Linked DNA regions of Zea mays: region 2 is linked to region 1. Evidence: chromatin contacts called from public Hi-C data. All regions are on one chromosome and are shown on one strand. Each heading gives the region's core, a stretch centred on a gene start, on an enhancer-like site or on the middle of the called end of the contact. The rest is flanking DNA. Distances are from core to core; before and after follow the strand shown.

Region 1 (4,905 bases), core at 1,046-3,545:
GAATAAAATGAATGTATTCAGTTTAACATATGAATTATATTGGAAACAAGGCTGAATAGCGTAAGAACAAATGGAAACAGGAAACATACATCAGCATGGGGAAGCCATTCTTTTGGAGGAGCTTCCGCAGAAAGAAGACAATTCTCAATGGCAAATAAGACACGATTCTTTCCTGGTGTGGGTAATGTCACATGTGACACCATATGAGATATTATGTCCCACAAAGGCTTGCTGAAACCCGATAACACAAAATTAAATGGTGAGGTAGTTGAAACTTGAAACAAGCACACACAAAGTACATGAATACTAAATTTACCTGCACCCTGAAGGAGAAAAACAAAGAACAAATATTTCCTCAAGGGCATCACGAAGGACTTGGAAACTAGGAGAATGGGACACAAGGCAGATGCATTTATCAGCAAACGAATTCGCCGGAATTTGGTAAGCCTCAATTATGTCTTCACAAATAGGATCCCGAAATGCAATACAACTGACATAAATTTTTGAGCCATCTCCCTCTACAAGAAATCACAACATAGTTAAAAGGATGACCTGTATACAACGGGAAAATTCGTTCGATGCCACTCATTCTAAGACGGCTAGGAAATGCCCCTCGATAGTAAGACGGCTAGGAAATGCCCCTCGATAATGCAATTCTTCTCACATTATAGCACCTTATATAGTTGGTCTGATTTCTTTTTATTTTTAATCTGAAATTAACTTAAAAATGGTATGGAACAAAGACCAGGAATACGAGTTTTCTACACAACAAAATCTAAATGTTTAAATTCTGCATACGAGTACATTTTGCTATTTTTTACCACAACCAAAACTATTTTTTCCAATTGCACCATACAAACCAGTCTTCTGGGAACTTAACTATTTTTTTTGGAATTGATAAGTTTTAATATCATAATTTCAGATTACAAATATTTATCATTTTTAAGTTAGTTTCAGATTAGAAATAAAATTAAATAAGACCAAATAGACAAGGTGTTATAATGCGAGAAGAATCGCATTAGCTAAGAGTGTTTTCTAGATGACTTACTAGCGAGGGGCATTTTCTAGATGGTTAAGGAGTGGCATTGAACGAATTTTCCCGTATACAGCAAGCAATAGCAGTTTTGACCATAAGGTTCGAATTTATACAAAATATTATTTTTCAACCAGACCTATAGATCTGAATGTCTATGGCATGTACCTGTTAAAACTATAGGATAACTACGTGGATAAGTTGAGACATCATCTGTGTCCAGCCCTGAAGAATATATTCTTACTCCCGCTGGCAAAACACACTGCATTTGTGACCAGTCAATGTTATATAGGATGAGATTCACGAATCCAAAGGAAAAAGGAGCAGTTTCTCAATTTAAAGAGAAATTAGATATCATTTAAGTAAAAACACATCCACAACCAGTCAACGACCAAGCAAGCATGCAGCAGCAGTGCAGCATGAGCCCTGCAGGAGGGCCAACATGCAGGCACAGGGGAGCAGCAGACTACTGAGTTCAGCAAGCAGGTGCAGAGAAAGCATGTTCTGCAGCAGACTAAAAATTTCATCACTACTATGCCAGTGAGGCAGCCACATAAATACATGATGCTAGTAATAAGCCCGCTGCATAAAGCAACATGATTCACTCACAATCAGTGTTCTTTTTATCGAAATGAGCAATAAGCCACCCCTAACCAAATGCCGATGCTGAATGCGCGTGTTTCGGTGATCGCCAATTCGATCCATTCTACTCTGCCGGGAATTCGGCCGGAAATAACCCAAAGCAGATCGACGCTCCATCGAATTAACGGGGCGAGGGGAAGGGAGGAGAGGCGGGATCTGCGAACTCACGGTGGGGAGCTGCGGAGGAGGAGGAGGGTACAGAGCGTGGTTGGACGGCGGGAACTGGTCAAGGAAGGCCGACATGTACATCTCCTCAACGCCATGGAAACCCTTGATGCCATCCAGGGACCGGATCTCCGGGCCCAGCCCGCACACTACGAAGTACTCGAAGATCCGCGACGACGACCCCATCTCCGCCGCCGGAACCGGAGATCACCGGCCTCCAGTTAGGTACCCTCGGTGTCACGGTTGGCGCCTGCTTCTCCCTGTGGTGTAGGCTCACTCCGCGCGCGAGCAGGACGAGGGAGGGAGGGAAGCGACCAAGCGGAATAGGAAGCCAGATAGATGATGGTTGCAGACCTGAAGTGCAGGAAGAAGGGGACGAGAGGCCCGCGGGTCAGATCGTCGTCTGTTCTTAAGGATTCAGCGGCAATTCGTTCGTTTTCTTCGCTTCTGTGTTTAATTGTTCGCCCTTTTTTTACGACGATGATGACTGAAAGGTACTTGTTGAATTTTGTAACGGTTAAAGAAGCCCCTGAGGCCTGAGCAGAGGGATACTAGAATTTGAGACTCATCACTCCTAAAATAAACTAGTATACGTTGTGGCTGCACATAAACATTCATTACAGCACAATAATTAAGAAAACTAATTTTATTATCGACTTTAATATATTTATGATTTTTTGTCAATAACCATGCATAACTAAACTTAGAATCTGAGTCGTCTCCTCCTCCTAGCCACGCAACACCGGCGACGACGCCTCTTTCTCTCTCCCTCTGTTGTTCTTACTCATCTGCCTATAGAGGCGTATAGCGGCGGTTTAAAGCGCTTGTCGACGAGACAGGTAAAAGCGGCGGTGCGGCGGTAGCAGCTGGCTAGTCGAAGGCACAGAAGAATTTGGGTGAGAGATGCAAAGACGGGTTAAGAGATGAGAAGTTAGGAGTTAATATACAACGGCAACAGTGGGGTGAAAGAGGATAAAGCGCTTGTGATGGTTACATAATTAGTTGTGTAAATAAGAAGTAAAGCTTATTTTATCTAGTTATTAGGCGAGGCGTGGGTAAAACAAATCTACATGTTTTGCGTGTTACGTACGACCCTTAAAGGAGTAGAGGTTATCTTATAAGATTCACTTTTTCTCAAAATACTTGATATTCTCACTTCTATAAATTTTTCTTTTCTCAATATCACTTAAATTATATTTTAACATAAGAATCCATCATACTCAACAGTGTTAGCCACGTGCCCCCAAGACCTACCCTTGGATACCTACCTTGATCCTAGCTATGGTAAAAGGATATCATACTGAGAGACTCAATCTCATGTCTATCGAACTTATATGGCTCTTTAGCCTTATAACGGAGACTTGGGCTCTTAAGACTATCTTCAACAGACTCTCTATTCCACTCTCTATCTCACTCCATATTTTAAACTTCACTCTGCAAACAGTGCAATCTACAGTGCAAAATAATATTTTGCACGACCGTTTACATGACCTGCTGGAGATGGCCTAAACCCCCCAGGCTCTCCATACTATGGGGTTCTCATATATTTATAGGACTATCAATCACAAACTAGAGACCTTAAAGGTCCCTGGCCTCTAAGTCCTAACCAATGGTCGAGTCTTGGGACCCTCTTTAGGCCTCCTTCATGAAGAAAACAAAGTTGTTGACTTAGATAAGTATAGGAGCACCTACAGACTAAGGAATATGGTTGGCTCTTCCTTTGGGCAAGATTGGTCCCAAAGGTACGGCTCCACTACAACTAGCCACTAGGGACTTAAATGGCTGGAGAAAATCTCGTTCCGTTGCACACCGATTTCTACATTTGCTCTGCTCAAATTCATATTTTCGAACAAACGTGAAAACGATACGGAAAAAGGATGAGAAAAACAAAACGGTTTGGACCATATCCTAGTTGTTTTCGTTTATCCCGTATTAATATGGGATTATACCGTATTTAAATATGGTATAACTCGTTTTTATGTTGTTAGCTAGCCCACATGATGTATCCCCTATTTATATATGCGACATTATATTTTGTGTTTCTGTATGCAAAATTGTAGGATGGCATGGACATACAGGGGAAAGGTCAGTAGTAGGATGATGAAGAGAACGAATATATTGACAGTGATGAGTGATCATAATGCCATGTGTGACCACACTGAGCTTTAAGTAATAGTTGTAGGGTATTGTTTTTTAACTTGAGTTACTATGTTATGTGTGGTTGACTTTTGTGAACTACTGAAATTCGCCTAGAGGGGGTGAATCGGCAAATCTGGAATTTATAAACTTTAAGCACCACTACAAGCCGAGGTTAGCGTTAGAAATAAAAGTGAGTCTGAAAGAGAGGGTGAAAAACAAATCACAAGCAAATGAAGAGTGTGATACGATGATTTGTTTTACCGAGGTTCGGTTCTTGCAAACCTACTCCCCATTGAGGTGGTCACAAAGACCGGGTCTCTTTCAACTCTTTCCCTCTCTCAAACGGTCACCTAGACCGAGTGAGCTTCTCTTCTCAATCAATTGGGACACTTAGTCCCCACAAGGACCACCACACAATTGGTGTCTCTTGCTTTGATTACAAATGTCTTAGAAACAAGAAATGGGGAAGAAGAAAAGCGATCCAAGCGCAAGAGCTCAAAAGAACACGACAAAACTCTCTCTCTTCTAGTCACTATTGCTTTGAGTGGAATTGAGACTTGGAGAGATTTTGATTCACTCTAATTGTGTCTTGCATTGAATGCACTAGCTCTTGTATTGAATGTGTTGGCTGAAAACTTAGATGCCTTGAAGTGTGGTGGTTGGGGGGTATTTATAGCCCCAACCACCAAATTGGTCGTTGGGGAAGGCTGTTGTCGAAGGGCGCACCGAACAGTCCGGTGCGCCACCGGACACTGTCCGGTGTGCCAGCCACGTCACCCAACCGTTAGGGTTTGACCGTTGGAGCTCTGACATGTGGGACCACCGGACAGTCCGGTGGTGCACCGGACAGTCACTGTTCACTGTTCGGTGCGCCTTCTAGCGCCTGCTCTGACTTCTGCTCGCGCAGTCCGCACTATAGCGTTGTC
Region 2 (4,905 bases), core at 1,621-4,120, 230 kb after region 1:
CCTCTTCATTCTTGCTCTTGTCTATATATTGTAGTGTGAACCCCTGAATTATTTCTCCAGACCTCGCAGGGCTGATAAGTATTGCACGAGGATCAGCTCCCTGGCTGCGCAATCTTTCTCCATTTGTCCAACAACGTTCTTGGAATCCGTTTGACTATGCATGTTGTTACCTAGAGGGCTCTGAGTTTCCGAAGTCCTAGGATGATATCTTCATACTCTGTTATGTTGTTTGTGCATCTGTCTGACTCGAGTGCGAAGCTTAAGTGCGTGTCGTATCTCTACTTGGCACTGGATGGCGTCGTGATGACTGCTGTGGCGCCTGCCCACCAAATGTTGGGACCACCTACACGTGGACGGGTGGGCCCAAACACTCAGGTGGGGGAAGAGCTCAGGTGAACAACGAACTGTGGACGAGAACCGTAGCATCTTGTTATGTGTGTCACGTCCGTGTACAGTGCGAGGGTATTTATAGGTAACCGGTCGGGTAGGTGGGTCCCCAAGTACTGTTATACCCCCGGTTACCTGCTACATTCCCGAAATATTCCCTCCTACAGGTTCATTACAGTGGTGTGAGGTACAATCGAACTAGACATCCTATAGAACCTACCTAAAGAGAGCTTACAAGTGGGCCCGAAGGGTGATTGGGCGTAGCATGGACCCCACCGTAGAACGCCGTAGCCTTGGCCTATGCGATGTGCCTTTTACTCTACGAAGTCGAGCCTTCGACCTCGTCGAGACTATTTTGCTTAGTGGAAGAGTCCGAGTCATTAGGGGCGCATCCACAAGGCTACAACAAGCCCCCTCGAGTAGTGTGGCCCTTCGCTCCATCCCCTCCGAGAGTCCCGGTCGAAGACCTCGATGCCGATACCGACCTAGGGGCGGTCGACCTTCACTTCTTGTACCTGCGTCAAAACATATTTGATTGTGGTTGGATTAGTCTGACCGAGGGGGCGGTCGACCTTCGCTCCAACACCTTCCTTTTAGCTTGACTTGAGAAGTTCCCTATCACTTATATGAACATTATTAGCATCTAAAGCAACTGACTAAGTGCTAGAATTATACCTTTGTTCCTTTAGTTCAAAAAGATTTTCAATGTGCTGAAACTAAGACCAACTTGCCACTTAACTTGCACAAAGAAGTTAGTAGCCAAATAGCAGTGTAAGGAACATATCATAAAGTAAGTGCAACTTATTTAAACACTTAAACCCCCTGTTTTTGTGGTTTTCCCCAAGGTTGCACTTTTGGGTTTTTTTAATCCAACTCATTTGGACTTTACACCTTCAATTTGCTTAAATGGAACCTATGCTCATGTCCATACCATGAAGGTTAGTTTAAAGTGGTGTATTGGGCAGTTAATCACCAAAACACTTAGAAATGGTCCAAAGACACATTTCTCTTTCAGTAATGTATGGTTCCAAATAGACATTTTGCAAACTGTAGCATTTGTAATGGCACGATTCAAATTAATCCATCTAACTATCTAGATTTTTTCATGTCATTTTTAAAAGCTTTGACCATCAATACCTAAAAATCTATAAAGGTTGACAATACTAGATTAATCATCATATAAAACACTTTTATAGTGCACAACTCTCTTTATTTGAGACAATGAGGTGTACTAACCATTTCGACTGATACTAAAATGATATTAGGTCATTTTCGATAGAGAGTTTCATCGCAATGTTTTCAAGGGCCTTGTTATGTCAACATTTATCTAGAAAATAGTGTGTCCAGAATTTTATCTCTATATTTTTTATCTCCCATGAAACTCTTACATGTCTCTCTTCGTTAAAATGTATGTCATATCATTTTATTTGATTACGTGGCATGTCATTTAATAAAAATTGAGCTCTATGTAAACTCCCACTAAAACTGGATTTAGTTTGCTTGAGTAAATAAATTCTGCTCATCGCCAACCTCACCGTGTATGCACCAAAGAAATTTGATACATAAAGGTCACGGTTTCTAAACAATGCATCGAGATAAAAATTACAGTTGCGTTATTGTATTTTTTCAATAAAATCTTAAAATAAAGATCACTGCTGGGATTCATTTGACGATATTTTTCTTATAAAATATTTTGTATTGAAACATAAACATTTTTTTATTGAGCGAAACAATGTCCTTGTTATGACCTTGCGGAATAGTCGGTCCATATTCAAGCCAAAAATATTTTATGTTCATTAGAAACTTGCTCTAGGTCCAAAGAAATTTTTCTATGTTAAAATAGAAGTGTTCTAACTTCATAATAAAAGTATTCTAGATTTACAAAAAATATGCTTGGATTCATTTGACGATATTTTCTTATAAAATATTTTGTATTGAAACATAAACAATTTTTTTATTGAGCGGAACAATGTCCTTGTTATGACCTTGCGGAACAGTCGGTCCATATTCAAGACAAAACTATTTTCTGTTCATTAAAAAACTTGCTCTAGGTTCAAAGAATTTTTTCTATATTAAAATAGAAGTGTCTAACTTCATAATAAAAGTATTCTGATTTACAAAAAATATTTTAGATTCATGAGAAAAGCCGTTCGAATGTTTATGACAAAAAAGTTCTCACTTAAAAAATACTTTACTCGTTTTAAATGTTCCAATAAACATTCAAACCAATGTTCCGCCAACCACCAGCAGTTTTCCTATAAAAATGATAAGTTAAATTGTATAGGAAGAATAAATAAAAACTAAAAACAAGAAAGCAAAATAAGAAAATATGTAGAAGTATTGTTGAAAGAATGGACGGCCCATGTCCAGCAGGAGATCCCTGACGTTTTGCTCTCCATCAGCCCAACAGCTACCGACTGGGCTATTATTTCTCCCCGCGTGCTCTCTCTCGCCGACTAGGCTATTGCCGCCGCCGCCCTACACCAGATGCCCAGTTCTTCGTCAGCCCCTTCTCCGGCAACGAGCACCTAACAGGTACGCTCGTTCTCTTTACTTTCTGCTGTGCGCAACCGAGCAGAACCTAAGCTATTTGGAATGGAACTGATCTAATTGCAACGTGAATCATTTACTGAGTCCGTCCCTGTTCTGTGCGCCGCACTTTGTTCCCATTCCAAACTCACTCCACCTGCAATTTTTGTTTTAGATCTGTGTGGTATTGTCTAATTGCCTTGATGGAATCCATTTGCGCTGGAGTGATAATTAACAGAGTTGTGAAAAGAGTAAAAATAAAATATTTTTTATCTCAAAGTTTACGTTCAAAAAGCGATCTAATCTCAAAGGAAAATGTACTGTTATGATGTTCATATATTGTTTCTTAGGCTGAAAAAAAATCATTGATACACGTACGCCGTCAGAGGCTGCAGTATATTCTGTGAGAATGGCATGGGGTCAAGGTGCTAAGAGGTCCATACTAGGGCTTCTCTTTCGTTCTCAGCACCAAACTGCTCGGGCATACTCTTCTTCAGCATTCCAGACTCACCAATTGAGCACTCATGTTCCCCAAGATGGAGTGTTTATTAGGAGATTCGGCTCTGAGGTGTCTTCTTCAGAGCAAATGAACCTTATTAAGCAACTCAGACAAAGAACGAGTGCTCCAATCAAAGATGTCAAGGCCTCTCTAGTTACCTGCAACTGGGATATTGGTTTGCTCTTCTAGCTCCATGCCATGTCATGATTTAGTTGACTTATTTGTTTAGTTCGCTTTTCCTATTTGAGTTTGTCAATTTCTTTCAGAGGCTGCACAGAAGGACCTAAGGAAGAGAGGTGTTGCTCTTGCTGCCAAAAAGTCTTCACGCACTGCTGCTGAAGGTTTGCTAGCTATCGCACAAGATGACAAAAGGGCTGCTGTAGTTGAGCTTAACTGTGAAACTGATTTCGTAGCAAGAAATGATGTTTTCCAGTACCTGGTTGGTTTCATTCCCCAGTAACAATTTTATCTTAATTACCGGCAGCTGAGCTGTTTTGTTGATCTCTGCTTAAACTTTTCACACATAAAATGCAAAGTTACATATGTAACATCATTAACAATTTATGGGCCGTTTGGATCTACGTGTCTAAATTTGTCCCATAACATCGAATGTTTGGATGCTAGTTAGAAGTATTAAATATAATCTAATTATAAAACTAATTACACATATGAGGACTATACGGTAAGATGGGACTATTAAGCCTAATTAGTTCATGATTTGCTCATATGATGCTACCGTAACTATTTGTTAATCATGGATTAATTAGGCTTAATAAATTTGGCTTGTCGTTTAGTCTTCATCTATGTAATTGGTTTTGTAATTTGACTATATTTAATACCCGTAATTGACATTCAAACATTTGATATGATATGGACTAAACTTTAGTCAGAGGAACCAAACACCCCCTTGGATGCAAGGGGTTTTAGATTCATTTCTTCAATATGAATGCATAGTAATTGGGTACTTAGCATGGTTTTTGTGGTGTTGATGTGTGTGTTTGTTAGGGCCCTTCCCCAGTTTTTTTTCTTATAATATAATGATAAATAACTCTCTTGCGTGTTCCAGAAAAAAAGCACCAGTAAAATTATCTTTTCACCACTTAAAAGTAAATGCCGAAAACTCTTTTAGTTGTGAAATACTAAGGTATCTGGCACATTTACATAAAGAAGATTCTGAATGCCTTATTTTAAGTTTTATTGGTTCATCATATTGTTAAGGTTTCTTCAACATATTGTCTACTTTCTGAACTTTTATTATGCTATTCTTATTTTTTCGTTTTTAGGGCATTTTGGCTTTGGGTATTCTAGTTTCATTCAAGACTTCTTTTTGATTCATGTGCCAAGAAGTATATGCATATTTGCAGGTGTCGACATATCATGTAATTTGTAAACAATGTTAGTCATGCATGTAAAGGAAAATTTCCACTCATCTGTTCATCAAGTTGCAGATATATTAACTTCAGTTCTGTAGAAAATTCTATGTTTTGAGT

Evidence for each region. Hi-C and Micro-C count contacts between places; a contact is called where the count stands out from the background.
Region 2: a contact with region 1 is called in a Hi-C map of ear, with 2.3 times the contacts expected there. The contact joins the promoter of LOC100194093 here to the promoter of LOC100273771 in region 1. A contact is called at or near these places in 3 of 25 Hi-C or Micro-C datasets (ear, endosperm and tassel).

What each region holds. Positions count from the first base shown.
Region 1 is chr3:225,466,902-225,471,806 of Zm-B73-REFERENCE-NAM-5.0, forward strand. It overlaps LOC100273771, which reads right to left and starts at 2,296. Exons shown (of 31, transcript NM_001148175.2): 1 at 1,844-2,296; 2 at 1,202-1,295; 3 at 317-518; 4 at 90-231. The coding sequence starts at 2,026.
Region 2 is chr3:225,698,049-225,702,953 of Zm-B73-REFERENCE-NAM-5.0, forward strand. LOC100194093 (Elongation factor Ts, mitochondrial) reads left to right here and starts at 2,871. Exons shown (of 10, transcript NM_001139147.1): 1 at 2,871-2,922; 2 at 3,267-3,590; 3 at 3,682-3,854. The coding sequence starts at 3,326.